Linked DNA regions of Hordeum vulgare: region 2 is linked to region 1. A link is a contact called in public Hi-C data. All regions are on one chromosome and are shown on one strand. The core of a region is the stretch at or near the end of the contact, and the rest is flanking DNA. Distances in the headings are between cores, read along the strand shown.

Region 1 (5,210 bases), core at 808-3,307:
GCTCCAATGCCACCGGATGTTTGGTATTCATCGGACGTCCGGTAAACCCATACAGAGGCAAATTCATTGGATTTATGACCCTCACGCGAAATACAACTTGATCTATCCAGTACTATTTTAACGGATTTCCAGTACCCACGGGATGTCCAGTGCTCCTTGGAACACTGGATGTCCGGCCAATACCAAACGTCCACTTCAGACACTTCACCATTTTTGCCTTCCACATGCACACTAGCCTGCTTTAGCCACCGGATGGACGGTGGTTTCACAAGATGTCTAGTGCTTCGCGAGTCATTGTACTTCTGGTAACCCACCGGACATCTGACACTTAAGTGGGTAGAATACCTCTAATGGCCACATTGGGGATGTGCTATATATACCCCTCTCCTACTCACGGGGAGGGTTGAACACTCCATTCCAAATATCCCTAGAACCCTATAAGTGCTCCCTCTCACTCTTCCACACCATATCCTAGATGCTCGAAAGCATTTGTGAGAGTTCTTGAAATTTGTTCCAATCGAGCGATAGATCTATTCCCTCTCCTCCTTGTGTCCGGAGCAAATTGTGATTTGAGCAAGTCTTGAGCTTTTCCCTTTGATCGTGTTACTCTTAGAGGTTGAAGACTCCGGTGGTAGGAGTACTCCAGTGAGGAATCGTGCATGGTGACTACCTTTGAAAAGTTTATGAAGGTTTGGAGACCACCTCAAGATCCATCGCTAGTGGTTAAGAAACACCTTCATGGTGTTGTATCAAGGATGGAATAGGGTGAGCCTTCATGGTAACATTCGCCCCTCCAAAGGTGACTAGCCTCCCTCCAAAAAAATGTACGTCGGGATACATCCTTGTCTCCCGGAGTTGTGGTTATCCCTAACCCCTAAGTCCCTATTTGTGGTTAATTGTCTCTTATAATTTACTTTACATATTATTGTGCCTTTTCACCTTGCTACTTGGTGTTTTTGAATATATTGCATATCATTAGATTCTCCTTAGCAATTATTAGGCTCTCCTTTATATCCTCTTTATTGCATAAAATTGTTAAGTTAAGTAGCAATTAAATCTGTATTTGTACCTATTCACCCCTCTAGGTCCACCTCGGCCCTTTCAGGTGGTAGGCGAGACAATATCTCCCCATTAAAACAATGGATTGATCGAAGATTGCTATCAGAGAGAAATCACTCGAACTTAGTGGTGTGAGTGTGGGCAATTGTTCGCGAGCTGGTGCACTACAAACGATGGGGGCTTATTATTGACGCCAGCAATGGACCACCTATCGTAATGACATGTGCTATTATTGAAATTTTCTAACTCCCGACCATTGGAATTTTTATGATAAAATAACATTTCCTACAAACTACTCCCTCCGTTTCAAAATAAATGACTCAACTTTGCACTAACGTCATTTTTAAGTCATTTATTTTGAAACGGATGGAGTACAATGCATGAACCATTATCCGAGTTTTTATGTTGAATTTCGACAAAAAATTAATTAACACAGGAATGTACCATGCTAATTCCAAACTAAAAAGAACATGTAATAGCATGCATGCATGGTGCGAGTTTATCGGTGGTCTCACATGCCTACTTGCCCTCTCGTCCTTCCTCTCCCATCCACCCTTCTCTCCCTCTCATCCATCGCTATTTATGGTTAGGTTATTGCCATTCTTCACTTCTCCTTTTTTTCCTCGCTAGACATATTACCAGACATTAGAAGATCTCATCTGGTTGATTGCATCTTTCTTTTATTCCACAAGTGAGGAATCCCTGCATCCGTCTTGTTTTCAAGTCAAGATGGTATGTTAAATATGTTGTATATTTCCAAAGAATTTTGCATTATCTTTTAGCCACAACGATTTTACTTCTAGCTTCATTTTGCCAAAGTTTCCTACGATTTTTCCCCCAATGTTTGTATGAAATTTGTACTAATCAACCGAAGCGTATAGGGGCATCGCCTGTTTAGAGCTGGAGGCATGTGCATCCGTTTGCAGATCGCCCGGCATCCATCCTCCAGCCGTTGACTGGAGCCATGTGGTTGTGTGTGCAGGGACGCGGCCGATCTATCAGATGGACGGCCAGGATGGCGCCCAGACTGGCGTGAGGCGAGCCGTTAGTTACTCACCGGTCTTCTTCCCCACCGCCGCCGCCCACGTCGCGCCACGCGCCTGATTCCCACTCGAACTTACCCTCTCCTACGGTCCGCCCGCTGATCGGCTTGCCAGCTCCGATCGGATCGGCTCGGCGAGCGATCGAGGCGAGGATCGGGAATGGAAGCGGCGCCGGATCTGAGCGCCGTGTCGGCGCTGGCGCTGCAGGTGGACCTCCTGCAGCTGCCGCCGGAGATCCCCGCGCCGGGGGCGCCCGCGCTGCGCGGCGTCCTCGACCACCTCTTCGCGCACTGGCTCTCCCTCCCCGACACCGTCGCGCTGGTCAGCTGCCTGGCCCAGAAGGCCAAGGCCAACGGCGTGGGCGGCTTCGCCGGGGGCGCCATGCTACCGTCCATGATGATGCAGGGGGGCGCCAACGTGCCGCCGCTCTCGCCGAGGTCGCCGCGCCTCTCCAGGAAGCCCAGCGGGGTCGGCGGACACTCCAACCGCTCCGCGTCCCCGCTCCGGCCGTCCACCGCGCGCGCCGTCAAGGAGGTCATTCCGCAGGTACATACGCATGTGCATGCTCACCGTCGACCCATCAATCTGCCAGCGCCATTCTTTTCCAGCAAGCTAATCGAAATCGTCCATGTCGTTTGACAGTTCTATTTCCGAGATGGACGCCCGCTGCCATATGAGCAGAAGAGGCAGTGCGTATCTATAGTCGAGCAGCTCTTCGCCGGGCACTCCAATGGCCTTCGGATTCAAGGTGCGTGAAATACGACATGTCTTCATGGTAATTTTGCCAAATATGAAATGACTGGATCTTTTGGATGCAATTTTATTTACAAGTCACTGGTGTCAAGACCAGTAGTTTCACTCGTGGTTTTCATCTGATCAAATCGGTGCTCAAGTTTGTCATCTGGATTAGCTTTTAAAGCATAACCAGCTTAAATTGTCAATTATCATGATCATATCAAATTGTCGTGATGATATCAACTAATCATCTATATGTCCTGTGCTTTTGTTTTTTTGTCTGTTTTTGCCACAATAGAATTTCGGATGGTTACCAGGGAGCTCTGCAAACTACCGTCGTTCTTTACCACTGTTCTTTTTGGAAAGATCGATAAGGATAACACTGAATTTATCACAAGGTAGGTGATCACTTGATCACTTGGGATTCACAGAACATACAAATGTTGAATCTTACACTATGGTATTTCTTCCAGGGATGCCTTTATGGATTTCTGGGTGAATAGCAATATGATGACTATGGACAGTGCAACCCAAGTATTTACGATTTTGAAGCAACCCGATCATGATTACCTCACAAAGGTATGTGTGCTTTACAGAACAAAATCATGCAATTAAAGACTCCATAAATGGATGCTGATTCTGTTTCATGATTGATGCCCTTGGTAATAATGTAGGAAGATTTCAAACCGGTTCTTCGAGACCTTTTGGACAACCATCCTGGTCTGGAATTCTTAAAGAGCACGCCGGAATTTCAAGAAAGATATGGTAAGCCTATCTCTGTGACCATTTAAATCAAATATTGAATGTCATACAGTATTTTCTTCTACTTATACAACATTGTTTGTCAGCTGAGACTGTCGTATATAGGATATTTTATTGCTTGAATCGAATTGGAAGTGGCCTTCTCAGTCTGAGGGAGCTGAAGCGTGGAAATCTGCTTGATTCGCTGCGGCATGCTGATGATGAAGAGGATATCAATAAAGTCTTAAGGTGGCACATTTAAATAAAAAATTTCACACAACTTTTTTTGCTTCTGTTTCTTTGTATGGCAAAATTATTTCCTCTACAACTTGTAAGACACCAAACATTTCTCGTTTTCTGTAGGTATTTCTCGTATGAGCATTTCTATGTGATATATTGCAAGTTCTGGGAACTCGATACGGACCATGATTTCTTTATTGATAAAGAAAATCTTATTAAGTATGGAAATCATGCGTTGACATATAGGATTGTAGATAGAATTTTCTCAGAGGTTAGTATTCTTTTCGTTCTACCATTTTCAGATCATTCAAGTTTCTTCACTTGCACTGCATTTTTTACATGCAGCGATTCTTTACCATTAAGTTCATACTAACAGTTTTAAATTGATACATGATAGGTTCCCAGGAAATTTACCAGCAAGGTTCCAGGGAAAATGTGTTATGAAGATTTTGTTCATTTTATTTTATCTGAAGAAGATAAATCATCAGAACCAAGCCAAGATTATTGGTAGGTCCAGCTTTTGTTTTTTCTGACACTTGCTTTAATTCTTCAGTTAAGCAATGCTCCAATTATTTTGAGCAGCACTGGAATGTTTTGTATTGTGGCGCATACTATTGTGCATTACCTAAAATCTAAGCCACTGCAAGTTTATCAATCACCAATAATGTTATGATTCCCATGTCCATGCCTCTTCTATAAACAAGTTTCTCTACAGCACTATTAGATCTTTCTTTCTGAGACAAGACTTTTGCAAAGCCGATAAACCGTGGATCAGCGGATGTTTTATTACAGTAGGTCTTTGTACCTTTCTTTAAAAAAGAGACCAAAGGGGGATGGGCCCCTCAACTTTTTCTCCAAGAACTGCATATTTGCCCTTGGGGGTTTCTCCCTTGTATCTAAACCCTGGGTCTGACACTGACTGGTTTCATTCTCAATCTAAGTTAAGCAGAATTCTTTACTTGCTCAGTCTGTCAAATGACTCGTTGGCTACAAATGACACAAGGTATTAAAAAATGAATGTGTGGTTTGCGAGATGTTCGTTGAAATTTTCTAGAACACGGGTATTCGGAAAAGCAAATCTACTCCTAAGATCGTAGGAAGTCTGCCTCAGGAGAAACATCCTGACTAGGAGATCTTCAAGGGGATTTCTTGCCATAGCCATCTCGTCATTTGTTTTTTACGCACCCTTCATCATGCTAGATTACTTTAAATGGTTGTGTGATTTAATTTGAGATGTTTTTTATGTCGAGTATTCTAGAAACTCACATTTATGCTTCCATTATCCTCTTGCTAGGTTTAAATGTATAGATTTGGATGGCAACAACATACTCACACACAATGAACTACAATACTTCTTTGAGGAGCAACTTCATCGCATGGAATGCATGGCCC
Region 2 (5,210 bases), core at 1,031-3,530, 480 kb after region 1:
TAGTTGTTGCTTGAACTTTGGAGGTGCTCTGCATTTATGTTTTGCGGTCTCAGAAAGGGCTATCGAGATACCATTGTTGTCATATTATATCATGATTGTATTAACAAAGTGTTGGTGTTTGAGTTATCTTAGTGTTGCTCGCTAGTTGATTATGCCATTGATATGAGCTAATATAGTTTCTAAGGGTTAATGTTGATATGACCCAAAGTTGCCCAATTTTTTTGTCTTATTGTTGCTCGCTAGTTATTGATGTTTGAGTTATCATATTGTTGCTCGCTAGTTGACTATGCAGACTAACAAGAAGTTTCTTTTTTCTAGCACTAAAGTTGTCTCAATATCACCCCAAATTACCCAAAATAATTTGTCTAAACCTATCCATATGTGATCTAGTTTGGAAGAACTCATCGCAACAAACATAATGGTGAAAACGGATTTGAGATTCGACGCTCGAGTCAAAAGTTACAGATTTTAGAAAATTTTAAAGCCCCAAATAAATGCATGCACGTGAGATCTTGCTGAAAAATGGTTGGATGGAGGGGACGTGAAGACATGAGAGGACAGGCCGACCAGATGCTTTTCCTTTTGTTTGTCACAAAGCAATCACATTAAAAATATCGAGATGAGACGGCTTGGACAGGTGCGTTCGTTGCAACCAAATAGTGCATATGCATTAATAAGTTTTTGAAATATAAGGGCGTTTAGATCACTAAAGTAATTAGCTTTTATATTTCTTTACGGAGGGAGTATTATCCAACCAACAATCGAAAATAAATTATTAAAATCAACTTACTGATCTATCACACGCATAAACCGCACGCAACACTTGACACATGTCCCTGGGCCCATCCACCGCTTTCAGCTCCTCCAGCTACCTTATCTCTTCGCTTTGCATCTCTCCTCCACACATCTTTCCCGTCCCCAACTCGACGGAGTAACTCCCATGGGAACGTCGCTGATGCGAACCAAAAGAGGAGTGACATCACGCACCAGCAGCTGCATCACCATCACAGACGACGACGGTGAAGCTCCGCACACCACCGTCGTGGCGCTGTAACCCCGCGTGGGGCGACGCTCGATGCACTGCTGCAACGGAACACACAAACGGGAGGGCGGCCACTCGTTTAGTGGTGCCGACGATGTGGTACGACGCTCGTCGGCGACCGCGGATGCTACAATGCAACAACGCGTCCATGGTCGCGGTTTGTGACGCAACAACTCGTTCAAGGCGTCGTGTTGTGATGCAACCTTGTCGACACTACGATGCAATCTCGTCGCTGCTACTGGTGATATAAGTCGCCGACGTCAGAGCTACAATGAAGCTCTTGTCGATGGCTACCCCCTGCTCCAATGCAGCACTCACGCAATGCTCGTCGGCGTCTCGATGCAACATCGCTGGTGGCTCGATGCAGCGACTCCAACGGCTCTCAGGGGAAGCTTGGTGTTGCAATGGAGCTATAGCACAACAGCGTGGTGCTACGCGCCAGGGTGGCGGAGTTGCAGTGCAACATTCCGATGGGGTGGCGGAGCTGCTGTGCAGCGGGGCGTGGTGCTACGCACAGGGCGGCGGAGCTGCAGTGCAACACTCCGGTGGGACGACGGAGCTGCAGTGCAACGGGGGTGGTGGTGTGCACAAGGCGGCGGAGCTGCATGTGTGATAGAACACTCCGGTGGGACGGCGGAACTGCAGTGCAGCGGGGCATGGTGGTGCGCGTAGGGCGACAAAGCTGCAGTTTGTGATGGAACACTCTGATGGAACGACAGAGCTGCAGTTCAACATTCCGTCCCGCTGATTGTGGTGCGACTGCCGAGTTGCAGCTTGGTGCGTTGACCGGGTCCAACAGATGACGAGGGTTGGATCCGATGGCCCGACCCGACTGATTCCTTGAAGAAATTCAACAACATTGATTGTTATTATTATTTTTGGTAGTGATAGAAACGTGTAGAACATGTCGAGCAAGGATATAGTACGTACAATACAATCATCGCTCCCGTGTCCCGTGTCAAGTTACAATCACCCCACTAATCATGGTGGACTTTGCTAGCTGTGGCATGATCCGTTTAGCCACAGTGCAAGTGCAATATCATCCTTCCATCAGCCATGCGCTAATCTCTTTTTCTTCTCTCTCCTTCGCATTGTTTTTTTTCTTAAATATTTCCTGAGTTCTGAACCAGCTTTGCCATGTCATAACTGTAATATTTTCGAGCTCGAACCATAAAAGTGTTTTAACCACCCGCACGAATCTACTGCTCTCGCCAACAAGAATCTACCCGCTCAGCGAGTCTATCGGCAAGTAGAAAGCATAGATCCGTCACTCTCATCCACTCGTCGACAAAAAAGATCTCGCCAGCACACCTCCACCCCTCTAATCCTCGTCGTCGTCTTCCTCGCGGTGCCACCACCATCACCGCACGCCACACCATTTTTTGTCATCTGCCCGCGGATAAGGCCGGCCAACCCAGTCGTGAGGAAAAAGGCGAGGCAGCAAGCAACCGGCCAAGAATAAACTAATCTGGCAAGTAAGAGGAAGCAAAGATCAACTGCGGAAGGCAAGAATTAATTGCTTTCCTTTCTTCCTTTCCGTGGAAAGGGACCGGCGCGCGCGGCGACCAGGAAGGCAAGAAACACGTCCGGTTCTTGGATAAGCGGAGGCGCGGCACCGCACGCGGCATTCGCCTGTATAAGAAGAAGGCCCGGGGGTGGGTGGGTGGGAGAACTCCGTCTGCACACCACGCGCGCTCGCACGAAATTCTCCTCGCCGATTCAAGCCTTCTGCTCTGCTCTCTTCGTGTTCGGGTTGTTGTTGGCCGAGCGACAGTTGGGATTCTGTGGAGGTATGAGATTGAGATGCTCCTCTCTGTCGTCTGCGCTTGTTATTATTCCGTGGTAGCTGGTAGGATCGGGTTTAGCTTCGTCTGGGGTTTTGTCCCCATTCGGGTTATCTGATTGGTATCTGCCCTGGAGGGGTTGTCTTGGATTTGGGGGAAGTTCCAAGATTTAGACGTTGCGCTTACCGAACATCTTATTACTGAATAATGATACTGCTGCATGTGTTCTACTACCGGAAATGGCGCTCGAATTTTGTTGCTTTATGTGGTTCTGTTACCTGGTTGTCATCAAGCCAGACTTTGTGTACATCCTGTCAAAGCGTCAGTCATATTGTTAGTTGTAACTTGAAAGCTTAGTTCTTTCATGGTTATTCTGAGCACCATTTTCCCAAGATAAATGAAACTGGGATTCTGTTGCCTTAATTCAGGACAAGGTATTTAATGCTACTGAATAAACATTGGGGAATACAATAGTAATAGAACAGCGGGAATTCAAATTTAAGACGAAACTCATCTGTTGTCCTAATTGGAATTTTGCACATACAGGAGGTTGGAAGTACTACTCTAACAAATGGGGATTGGGGATGGCTCACCTAGTGAAACCCAGCATGCGGCACACAAGGAAAAGAGGGATGAGACCACGCCACTTCTCCCACTCAAGGCGGAAGAGGAAGACGGGATCCATGAGTTCAATGGAGCTTCTTTCTCGGGTGCAGTTTTCAATCTGTCGACAACCATCGTGGGGGCTGGAATTATGGCCCTGCCAGCAAGTATCAAGATGCTAGGCATTATCCCTGGTATTTTGATGATCATCCTTGTGGCATTGCTCACCGAGGCATCGATTGACATGATGGTCAGGTGCAGCCACCAGGCCAAGATTACATCCTATGGCTGGCTGATGGGTGACTCTTTTGGTCAATGGGGGAGGATTGCGCTGCAAGCATCTGTGGTGATAAACAACATTGGTGTCATGATTGTATACATGATTATCATCGGTATGCCTGTGACGCGACCCTTTTTCTGTTATGCCTACTTGCCATCGGGAGTTGTAATGTTGAATATCGATAATTGGCAGTATTGCATTCAGGTGCTATGTTTTTAGTCGCGGACTTACATAATATGGAATCCTTGGAAGCTAATTAACAACTTCTTAATTAATTACTCATAGTGAACACTGATACATGTCTTCGGTAGAACACTTATTTGGTTCACTGCGGCTGGATTGTTGACTGACTTCCCCAAAAAAATGTCCACTATATTACCTATATGCTCCTATGTAGTATGTCCAAGCGATGTGTTAGATGGCACATCGAAATAAGTGCAAAAAAAAAAACGCTCTCTTGTCTTTTAGGAAATAGTTATGTCCCTATTTGGATCATGCAATTTGCCTCAAACTATTATTGATACTGCCTTTTCATATTTTTCTAGGTGATGTGCTATCAGGAACATCTACAACTGGTGTTCATCACCGGGGTATCTTTGAGGGGTGGTTTGGGCCTCATTTGTGGAATTCTCGTCCAGTTGTTCTCCTTGCCACAACTATTTTTGTGTTTGCTCCATTGGTGAGCTTTAAGCGATTGGGTAAGTTTGTTTTACATTGAAGAAATAAGTCCATTTTGCTATTTCTTTTATGGCATCTGAACTAAATTACTAACGGAGCATCTTTGGTCGCAGATTCATTGAGATACACATCTGCTCTGTCAGTTGCTCTTGCCGTGGTTTTTGTTGTCATCACTGCTGGAATTGCTATTCTCAGACTGATAGAAGGAACCGCGGAGATTCCCAAACTCTTCCCCGAGATACATGAAATCAATTCCATCTGGGAACTCTTTACAGCCGTGCCGGTTCTTGTCACTGCCTATATTTGCCACTACAATGGTATGTCTCCTACTTCATACTTGGTTTGCTCTTGCTGTTATTCATTTCTCTGAGATCTTATACATCTGTTTTTTATGATTGGACAGTTCACAGCATCGATAACGAGCTGGAAGATAGAAGTCAGACTAAGCCAATTGTGCGAACTTCACTGGCTTTGTGTTCGAGTGTTTATGTTGCCACAAGTTTCTTTGCATATCTCCTCTTTGGCGAGGCTACCCTCTCCGATGTGCTCGCTAATTTTGACTCCGACCTTCATATTCCATTCAGCTCTGTCTTCAATGATATAGTCAGAGTGAGCTATGTAGTCCATGTCATGCTTGTCTTCCCTATAGTCTTCTTTGCCCTTAGGCTCAACCTGGATGGACTCCTCTTCCCCACCTCAAGGCACATTTCTCATGACAACCGAAGGTTTACCATTATCACCGTCTCGCTCCTTGTTGTGATTTATCTTGCTGCCAACTTCATACCAAGCATCTGGGACGCCTTCCAGTTCACTGGTGCTACAG

The links. Hi-C and Micro-C count contacts between places; a contact is called where the count stands out from the background.
Region 2: a Hi-C map of leaf shows a contact between it and region 1, with 2.6 times the contacts expected there. The contact joins the promoter of LOC123400961 here to the promoter of LOC123402277 in region 1. A contact is called at or near these places in 2 of 6 Hi-C or Micro-C datasets (both in leaf).

What each region holds. Positions count from the first base shown.
Region 1 is chr6H:161,257,593-161,262,802 of MorexV3_pseudomolecules_assembly, forward strand. LOC123402277 (probable serine/threonine protein phosphatase 2A regulatory subunit B''delta) reads left to right here and starts at 2,058. Exons shown (of 11, transcript XM_045096178.1): 1 at 2,058-2,648; 2 at 2,745-2,850; 3 at 3,136-3,235; 4 at 3,311-3,416; 5 at 3,512-3,602; 6 at 3,686-3,827; 7 at 3,942-4,089; 8 at 4,216-4,325; 9 at 5,113-5,210. The coding sequence starts at 2,262.
Region 2 is chr6H:161,738,176-161,743,385 of MorexV3_pseudomolecules_assembly, forward strand. LOC123400961 (amino acid transporter AVT6A-like) reads left to right here and starts at 2,281. Exons shown (of 6, transcript XM_045094675.1): 1 at 2,281-2,832; 2 at 3,373-3,821; 3 at 4,255-4,407; 4 at 4,501-4,704; 5 at 4,791-5,210. The coding sequence starts at 3,398.